Linked DNA regions of Arachis hypogaea: region 2 is linked to region 1. The links are chromatin contacts, called in public Hi-C maps. All regions are on one chromosome and are shown on one strand. The core of a region is the stretch at or near the end of the contact, and the rest is flanking DNA. Distances in the headings are between cores, read along the strand shown.

Region 1 (4,710 bases), core at 1,394-3,893:
ATAATAAACAATTATATTGTACAACAAATTTGTTTGTGAATTTTTGCATTATCTTTTATTATATTTTTTTAAAACGTAAAAAATAAATTAATTAAAGTTAACTCATTTTTACAACTATAAACAAAAAAACGCAAACATAAAAGAGACGAGGGTTAATGTGTTATTCAACTTAAGCAACAAATAATATAAAAGAGAATTTTATTGTAAAAACTAACAGCATTATATATTTTATTGTCAAAGTTTGTACTCTATAAAAAAACACGTGTTTATCTATCACTATAACCACGTTAACTTCTTTTTAAGTGTTGAAATTTTTTATATTCAACGTCATAAAATTTTCCTTAACATTAAGTAGTCGAGTGAGCAGAATCACATGAGCAATACAAATTGGTCAAAAGTGTTTCAAATTCCACATCAACCAAAATTAGATGGGTATATAGTCTTGTATTGATTTTAGTAATATAGTATTCTTGGAACTTATACACTACTTTGCAGTCTCAAGAGTAGAATAAGCTTGAGAGCGAAGACATTAATGGGAATGAGAGAAAGAGAAACGAAAGGAAAGAAAGAAGAGCAAAATGCACATGGATATGGAACACTATATATGAGTCTTCTTTTTAATTTCCCAGCTCTCTTTTTGTTCCCCTCAAAAAGAGACTTAATTTACTTGCATTTCAAGCATTTGATTTGCTTTATTTCATTCACACCCTTCTCATTAAAGACAACAATGAAAATGAAAGAGACCGCATCTATACAGGTAACTGGATTCTCGCTTTACCTTCCTTTTCTTTATATATGTCTCCCCAAATTTTCAACTATATCTTCTCTTTTGAATAATTATTTATAAAAAATGATTATTATATTTTTGCTACAAAATAATACATAATTTGATAAAATATATGTGTACAATTTATTTACATTAAGTCATTAATCGTACATCAAAATTAAATACTATCTAATTTATTTACTATATCTAACTTATTCACTTGTATATATTACATATGTATCATCCTTAATCCTTCATAGAGATTGAAGCCTAAACGCTTATAGAATAAAAACAATTAATTCCAAAACAGCACTTTTTTATTATTTTAGATTTAGTGGGTAGTGGTGCAACATGTGATTCGAAATATAAATAATAAGAGTAAGTACAGGGAGTCAATAAGAAAAAGTATAAAGAGCTAATGAAATATCTGTACAATGTGTACAATAGGAGTTTAGGGATATCAGATGTTTATTATTCCTGATATTGGAAGTTATTCTGGATAGTATGAGTGTATTGTGTTTGAGAAATTAGTAGTATTTTATCTTGGATATTCATTTTTTAATTTATATCGGACCAAATAAATAATCCATTGTACACATTATACTAATACTCCATTGACTCCTTAGCGGGATTCAAATAATAATAACATTGGAAACTGCCTTCATTTAAAATGTTTATTAATGCATATATACTATTCTATTTAGAATACATACATCTCTAAATTAGTCCTAAAAATAATTTTGGATTGAACAATTTTGTGTCCGCCAATTGTAATTAAAATTAAAATTTATAATCGTTTAAATAAATAAAATAAAATAGTTTTTTTGGATTTAAAATAACAAAGTCTTCCCCACTAGTTGAAAACAAAATTGTGCTGCTTTACATACATAAAACGAATTTTGAAAAAATAACTTTTTTAAATTTCAAATCTTAAAAATGATTTTATCACAAGATTTAAAAAAACTAAAAATTTTAAATGCAATAAAAAAATTAAAAATAAAATTATCCGATAAAAAATTTATTAGAAAGTAATTTAAGGTTGAGGTTGAGGTTGCATAATGATCATTTCTTTCTTTTTCTTTGTTTTTTTTTTTTTCCTTTAAAAAAAAGGAGATTGAAGAAGGGACACGTATTTGCATCCAACTCAAGCATTTTATCATCGGTAGGGTCACACTGTTGAAGTTTATATATGTTGTGTACCTAACATTACATACTAAAAAGGATCAAAGATATAATGCGGTGTAAAAATATCTATCTATCTACAAAAATTTAGTTACTAAATTAGTTAATATATATTTTATACAAATAATTAATTTAATAATTAATTTTTTAGTGTATATTTAAGATAGTTGTTTTTCATAATGCTATTTTTATTGACTTATTTAGAGTAAATCACAATTTTTAACCTCAAAACATCAGTTGGGTTATAACATAATTATGAATCTTCGAAAAATTATTTTGACAACAAATTAATATTTATGATGGCTTACTCCACTTATTAAACAAGAAATAATTATGACACTAATCAATCAAGTATAGTAAAAAATCGGTTATGGGAATGGCTAATTGGGAGAGATGGTAAAGCCAAAAAAGAAATAATAATACTAAATTAAATAAATAAAATATGAATTTAATTTTAATATATTAATAGAGTAAAATATTTTATACATTTATTCAATCATATTTTTTATATATATATAATTATTATTTATACAATTAATATAAAAAATAATTATTTTTACTAATATAACAATATATAATTAGATACACCTATAAACTATTTTATACTAACAGTGTTTAAAAATTAAATTCATAAAATAATAGTAGTAAAATAGTAGTGATACATATATAGTATAAGTGGATGAAGAGAATGATTAAAGATGGTCTTAGATCACATGCTTCATGTATAAACCTCCTCATACTAAGCATAATTATAATAATAATGTCTCACTCACTTAGCTTACACTATAAATGGATGATGATTGCATGAGTAGCCTCTTCAGTTATCACTTGATCTCATCATCTTCTTTCAATAACAATTATGGAGTTGCTTCTTCAATTCTCTACTTATCTATGCATAGCTTCTCTTCTTCTTATTATCAGCAGTGAAGCAAACACAGATCAAATTCCTAAGGTTTATTTATTAATTATTACACATATCTTTATATATTTTATTCTAAGAATTGTTTATTTCATTTTGTAGTTGCATAATCACAATTACAAAAGCTTCTCTGTTTTTTTTTTTTTTTTGTTGCAGCATTATGTTGTTTATATGGGAAGTTCATCACCAAATTATAGAAATGGGGATGATTACCGAATTTCTGAATCATCACATTTGGAGCTATTGTCTTCGGTTATTCCAAGGTTATATTATTAATTTTGTATCAAATATAAGGTCTAGGTTTTTATGATGTCCTTAAAAAATTAAAAGTACTAATTAATATTCATTAATTTTTTGTTACTCGAAATTAAGCAACCATGCATTTTATTAACTTAACTTTAATTATTAAGTTTTAATTTTTACACTATTAAATTGATGGTTTTGATTTTTTGATAGAGAAGAGAAGAAGAGGGTATCTCTAATCCACCATTTCAGCCATGCCATGAGTGGGTTCTCTGCCATGCTTACAGAAAGAGAAGCTTCTGCACTTTCTGGTATTTGATTTCCTCCTCTGCCTCTGTTTTCTTTTTTAATTATTATTATTATTATTTTATTTTATTGATTATCCTGTTCCTTTGACTTTTCTACTGTTTTATTGTGAGGAAATTAATTAAGGCATTGTTAATTTACTTTATATCCATTATTATTATTGGAGCTAAGTGGTTCTATATAAAATCAAGACTTTAAATTGGTTAGAATATAAGCTATGGTGTCTTATTGGAACAATTATTGGTGTCCAAAACTATATATTATAAAAAAAAAATTTAATTACTCTATTGGTTCTTATAGTTTTAAAATTTTTAATTAGATTCTTATATTTTTTTTAATTGGTCCTGCACTAATTTTTTTTTTAATTAAGTCATTTTTAGTAGTAATTGATTTAATTGTATAGGAACCCAACTTAAAAAAAAAATTATTGTAGAGACTCAAATAAAAAGAAAAAAATTAGTGTAGAGACTCCATTAAAAAAATTGGTGCAAGGACTTAATTAAAAAAATATATATAAAAATCTAATTAAAAATTTTACAAAACTATAAAAACCAATAGAATAATTAAACCAAATGTGCTATCAATATCTAATGCTGCTACGTCATATATTACTGTAATAATTTAATATAGGGACTCAAACTAAAATGTACAAATTTCAAGGATCAAAAAGAAAAAAAAAGTTATAAAACCCAAAACCGATATTCTTAGATGAAAAACTTATAAACTTATTTAGATATATTACGATATGAAAAATTCATATGTTACTAGTAAAATGATGGAAGAATAATTTGATTCACGATTTAAAATTAAGGGATTAATTTTATAAATTTGTAAAAAGAATAAAATATTATTTTAGTATTTAACATCTGATTTAAATCTTAATTTGGTTTTTAATATTTTAAACTTCTTATTTAAATTCTAAAAAGTTTCAAACATCATATTTCAATATCAAAAAATTTTAAACGGATTTAATGTTGTCTATTAAATTTAACATGAATAATTTGAGTATTAAAGAGCTAATAACGTTTGATTTCAATTTTTAAATAAAATCACACCACCAACGATCACCACTATAACAATTTTTCTTTTGATTCTAGAGCTTTGATAAATGATTGTTAGGATTTAGAATTTTATACCAAAAACAAATAGAGAAAAAAAAAACGTGTTACAAAAAGATTTTGATCATGTTTCTTTAACACACGAAAAAGAAAATAACTTAACTAGTAATATTATAATGTTTATATATCACTTATTTCATTACCTAATTTAACGGTAGAATAATATTGAACTCTTT
Region 2 (5,295 bases), core at 2,025-4,524, 180 kb before region 1:
TTTTTTGTGGTATGTTGGTCTTAGAACTAGTAGCAACTGTGGGTTTGGCCATTGTTTTGGGTGGTGGGGTGGGCTTAACAGTGGGAGCAGCAGCAGTGGGTGCTGCCATTTTTTTGGGTGGTGATTTGGAATAACTAACAGCAGATGCAGTAATGTGACTCTTATGATTTGACTCTGAAATACCTTTACTAGTAGGCATAGTTGGAGGGATTGTTGTTGGATTAGGAATTGTGGTATTTATTGGTTCTGAGGTTGGAATTGGTGGTGATATGGTGGAAATTGTATTGGCTGTCACATTGATGGGGGAGGGGGGTATGCATGTGGAATAGGATCTGCTAGCACTATCAACTCCTTGCCTTTGGATGATGCTACTTCTGTTATCTCATCAAACACAGGTTCGGAGACCCCATGTTCATAATACACATGGACAATTCCCTTGTTAGTTTGAGTAAGATAACACATCTCCATAAGCTCTTTGTCATGTGTCAAAGCTCTAAGACCACTTTGCAATGGCCTATTAGGCACCAGCCACCAACAGTGAGTCACATTGTCATACCCAAGTGTCTTATAGTAGTCTCGGACAAAAAATACATCAACTGTGTCTATGTCAAGTCTCGGCAACTCAGAAGTCTGTCCACCACTGTAACTCACACTTCCATCACACTCTGTCACGAATAACCCTCCATGGTGAAATATGATGGTTATACAAGGGTCTCCCATCTGCAATTTAAAAACAAAGTTTAATGATCAACCACATTAACTGTAAGTGCAGCAACGAATAACAGATAAGAAACAACTTTTCACCATGACAAACAACCTTTATACAGTCAACACTTTCATTAGCCTAACCACTCAGAAAACTAGTTGCGATCAAACCCTAGCTAAATATTGTGAAACACAATCATGCATACCCACAGATTACACTCCAAAAAATTATTTCTAACTGCTGAAGAGATTAAACTAACAACCTTAACAAAAAACAGAGCATTCCTTATATCACATTATATTTTTTCTTTTTTTCCTTACCTTTTTCAGAGAAACCAGCCTTCGATACAGTCTTCGTTTGAGGCAGATGACGATATCCGATCCTATATAGCAGTCTTGCTCCAAAGAAATCGCAACAGTTACAGCAGTTCATCCACCGCCATTGATGAGTATAGGGGAGGAGGGGTTTTTGTTGTATTTTGAGGGAGGGAAGACAATGCGTTATGTTAACGTTTGATGAGGGACTCTTCAAAACCAACTTTGGACTGAAACGACATCGTTTTAGGGCATTTACGCGCCACCAATGATACTACGTCGTTTCAGCGTTGCCCATGTGTCACCAACTTAGCCACATCAGCTTTCCGAACACGCCAGCTGGAGCAAATGTGCCGAAAGGACAACACTGGGTCCCGGAGTGTAACTTCAGGTACTGTTTTGAGTAATTGTTAAGTTCAGGGACCACTATGAAGTACGAGTGTAACTTCAGGGACCACTCTGAGGCTTAGCTCGAAATGACATGCATGAAGTTTTACTTTTTCAGTTTTTCTTCTTATCTCTTCTGATTCCACTTTATTATCGACTTTGTAGCCAGTTAGTGCGAGTAAAACCCATAATGGTCCCTCAGATTGAGCCCGTGCACCAATGTTACCCCTGACTTTTGAATTGCTCTAATTGCACCCTTCAGATTGAGTTCCGTGCGAAATCCTGGTCCTTCCACCCAATTCGGCGTGACTCAGCAGCCAGAGCGCTGAGCTGGCTGCTTATGGTCCACGTAGGCAGCCTTAAACGGCTTGCTGATGTGGAGTATCATCAAAGAATCTCCGAATTCCCTAAATTAGTCCCTGATACCAATTATAAACCCTAAGTTGTTCTTCCCTCTTCCTGTGTGAATTGGTTCGTCGTCCAGCTCAAGCTCTTCTTCCCTCTTCCTCTTATTCTTCTTCTTCGTCCTCTCCCGCCATGAGTGACAGTCATGCTTCTCGGAGGTCGAATCGCTCATCTGCGACCGGAAACTGGAGAGAGAACACTGTGCGTAGCCAGTGTTCAGCAGTTCCAGAGTGGTGTGGTTGTGGGTGCAGGCCTGTCCTTCGGTGGTCAGGGACGGAGAGTCATCCTAATAAGCCGTTCTTCGGGTGTCCGAATTATAACGTGAGTGCAATTACTGTTTGAAATTTCTAGTGTTGGTTAGTTGAGGTAGTTGTTTGATAAGGTTGATGCATATTTGCAGACTAGTAAAAAGAATTGGTGTGGGTTATTTGTCTGGGTAGATCCGGTACAGGATGAGGTGCCGCTGAAGTCTGATGAAGAAGATGAGCATGGTGGGATGAAGATGAACATTGCATGGAAGGTGGGCAAACTGAAAGCAGATGTGAGAAATGTAAAGCTGATGATCTAAGTGCTTGGTATAAGGGTATTCGTGTTATTTGTGTTTATGTTGATGTTATTGTTGAAAGTTTGATTAGGGTGAGAACTGAAATACAGAACTAGTGTAATCCAGTTTATGAACAATGTAATTGACATCAGATTGTTTTTGATATATTGAATGACTATTTGGTTTTGTTTTTGTAAACATAATTGAACACCCAATTATGTTATGGATAAACAACAGTAGGAAAAGCTTACATAAGGCACAATTCATAACTGAATGACAATAAAAATAGTTCATATAAAATTTTGCAATAATGCATTGATGACAATAATAAGCCAAAAAATACTGAGCATTGTTTCAGCTAGATTCCAGCAACTTACTTAGTATTTAAAAGTTGCAGAGGTGTCTATAAATCACCATGACCAAACAAAAAAGACTAAGATAATTGTTCCATAAAATATTACAATCTTTTATAATTTCAACCTAAAGCTAGGATCATAATCACTTCTTCCTTGGCGGTTTGAATTCTAGGGTGGGCACAAACTTGAGGAAGTTGGCGAGTCTTGCTGCAGTTGCCTCACTAACTCCCTCCATTGGATTGAATGATGTAGAGCCAGTTGGAGTAGGTGACCTTTTTCTAAGTGGCAGTTTCTCAGGTCTTGTAGGTGTGTTCTTACGTGGACCATAAGCAGCCAGCTCCGGCTGCTGAGTCACGCCGGAATTAGGTGGAAGGACCAGAATTTCGCACGGAACTCAATCTGAAGGGTGCAATTAAAGCAATTTAAAAGTCAGGAATAACATTGGTGCACGAGCTCAATCTGAAAAACATTATGGGGATTTACTCCGGTTAGTGCCGTCTCTGCTCAATTTTCACTGTCTAGTAGTGTTGTGTTGATATTTAATTAATTATTGTGTTATTCGAATCTCATGATTTTTTACTGCTTCAGTTAGGTCTCAGTTGTAAAGCAAAGACTCTTGAAACCTGTCAAGTGTCAAGTACTGAATCAGCAAAGTGCTGAGTGCTCTCCTGTTAAAAACAAATAAGAAACAAGATTCCAACCATCATGGAAGCTCGTCGATCAAGGAACCAACACCAGAATCTTTCTTCTTCTTCTTCTTCTACCTCCTACACGCAGAAAAAGCCTTCCAATGTGACACGTCATCAATCCAAATTTTCATCTTCTGCTCGCTCTCATTCCAACGCTGCTAGGGTCCCCTTCAATAACGCGCAGGAAGACGCTACTGATGCTGATCCTCAATCCTTTCCCGATTTTAACCCTTTAGTCGGAACCTGTCCGTACATGTGCCCAGGTAAATTAAAAAAAAAATAGAAAAGAAAAAATATTTATATAGTTGAATATTTTAACAGGTTTTGTCTCCATTTGCAGAACGAGAGAGGATCCAGCGTGAAAACCTCCGTGATTTGGCAGTCTTTGAGAGGCTACATGGAAATCCTGCAAAATCATCTCCATCCCTTGCCGTGAAAAAGGTAATGAAGTTTCTCTCATGGTATCTGGTTTTAAATTATTAAATATACACTTGTATGTACTTTTAGAAGGATGTACTCTGCTGTATCAAGCTCAATTTGCTTTTTCTTTTTTTATTGGCTCTTTTTTTAAGGGTTAAGCTAAAAAAAATTGATGATGCCAAGCACCAATTCAAGAGTCAACATTATGTGTCTGACTGTGTGTCTGTTAAGAGTAATATATGGGTGTTAAATAGAGTTCCCAGAACTGTGGGAACTGTGATACAATAGGTACGGCACCCAAAGAAGATGAAGAAATATTTTCTTCTATATTGATTGATTTTGTTAAGTGTACAAAGTCTGACCAAAATAACAGAAATGGAATGCTAAATAAGGTTTCGGTTCTTGACCTTACCTGATTCCTTTAATCCTTTCCTTTGATCAATTCCCATCACTAAAAATCTGCACATACTTAGGATACTTGTAGCGTTTGGTGGAGAGACAGAGACGGAAAGACTGAGACTGAGAGACAGAGACTAAGAGACAGAAATTGAAATAAATCTCAGTATTTTATTTGGTGCAAAATGGGAGACAGAAATTAAAACAAGAATGAAACTCTAATTTAATTTGCACAAAGAATAAAATTGAAATTAATTAATTGAAATTAATTAATTGAAATGAGGGTATTTTAGGTATAAAATGTTATTAAAGTTTTAGTCTCTATCTCTAAAAATTTTAGTCTCCTGTGTTCCCACTTTTTGGAGGTACTGAAATACTGAAATTTTGAAACATAGACAGAAATTTTAGTACCAGTCTTTGAACCAACAAATATGATACTGAATCTCAGTCTCTCAGTTTCTGTCTCATTACCTCAAAACAAACGCTAAAAGGGGCTGAAATCACAGGAACCTTAGATGGATTGAAGCAAATCTTTGACTGGAATATGAAAAAGTTGTCAATTAGGGAGTCTGCTGGGAGTCTCAACTGATAAACAACATTGCCAATCTTGTTTGAAATCTGATAGTGACTAAAGTATATAGGAGAAAGCTTATGTAGTTGGCTTTTCATTACACACTGAGTGTTGTTTGTATGATTGTAATTTTTAGAATACACAGGGATTATATTTTTCCTCTTATTTCCTTTTATAGTTGTTTAAAGTCATATTCTCTGTATATGTCATTATAATTTATAAGTGGCTTTTAAAAGGCTTGTCTTGTCTGATATTCAATATCTCTTGGTTTTGCAGCTTTTCATATTTTATTTTGCTTCAGTTTTGCAGAACTATATCGACCAAATATATCCAACCATTTGATGTGCGGCCTCTAAATGTATTGGAAGATACTTTAAATTATCTTATGAGCTTGCTGGAATCTAAAGAGCATCCTTTTGAAGTGGTTCACGACTTTATCTCTGATAGGACAAGGTCCATACGTCAAGATCTTACCATGCAAAATATCATTAACAAGAAAGCAATTTA

Evidence for each region. Hi-C and Micro-C count contacts between places; a contact is called where the count stands out from the background.
Region 2: a Hi-C map of leaf shows a contact between it and region 1, with 1.8 times the contacts expected there. The contact joins the promoter of LOC112772641 here to the promoter of LOC112771539 in region 1. A contact is called at or near these places in 2 of 8 Hi-C or Micro-C datasets (leaf and an unstated tissue).

What each region holds. Positions count from the first base shown.
Region 1 is chr18:120,745,109-120,749,818 of arahy.Tifrunner.gnm2.J5K5, reverse strand. It overlaps LOC112771539 (CO(2)-response secreted protease), which reads left to right and starts at 2,643. Exons shown (of 11, transcript XM_025816308.3): 1 at 2,643-2,900; 2 at 3,024-3,130; 3 at 3,324-3,421. The coding sequence starts at 2,808.
Region 2 is chr18:120,927,185-120,932,479 of arahy.Tifrunner.gnm2.J5K5, reverse strand. It overlaps LOC112772641 (SAC3 family protein C), which reads left to right and starts at 3,274. Exons shown (of 8, transcript XM_025817605.3): 1 at 3,274-3,664; 2 at 3,742-3,842; 3 at 5,090-5,295. The coding sequence starts at 3,418.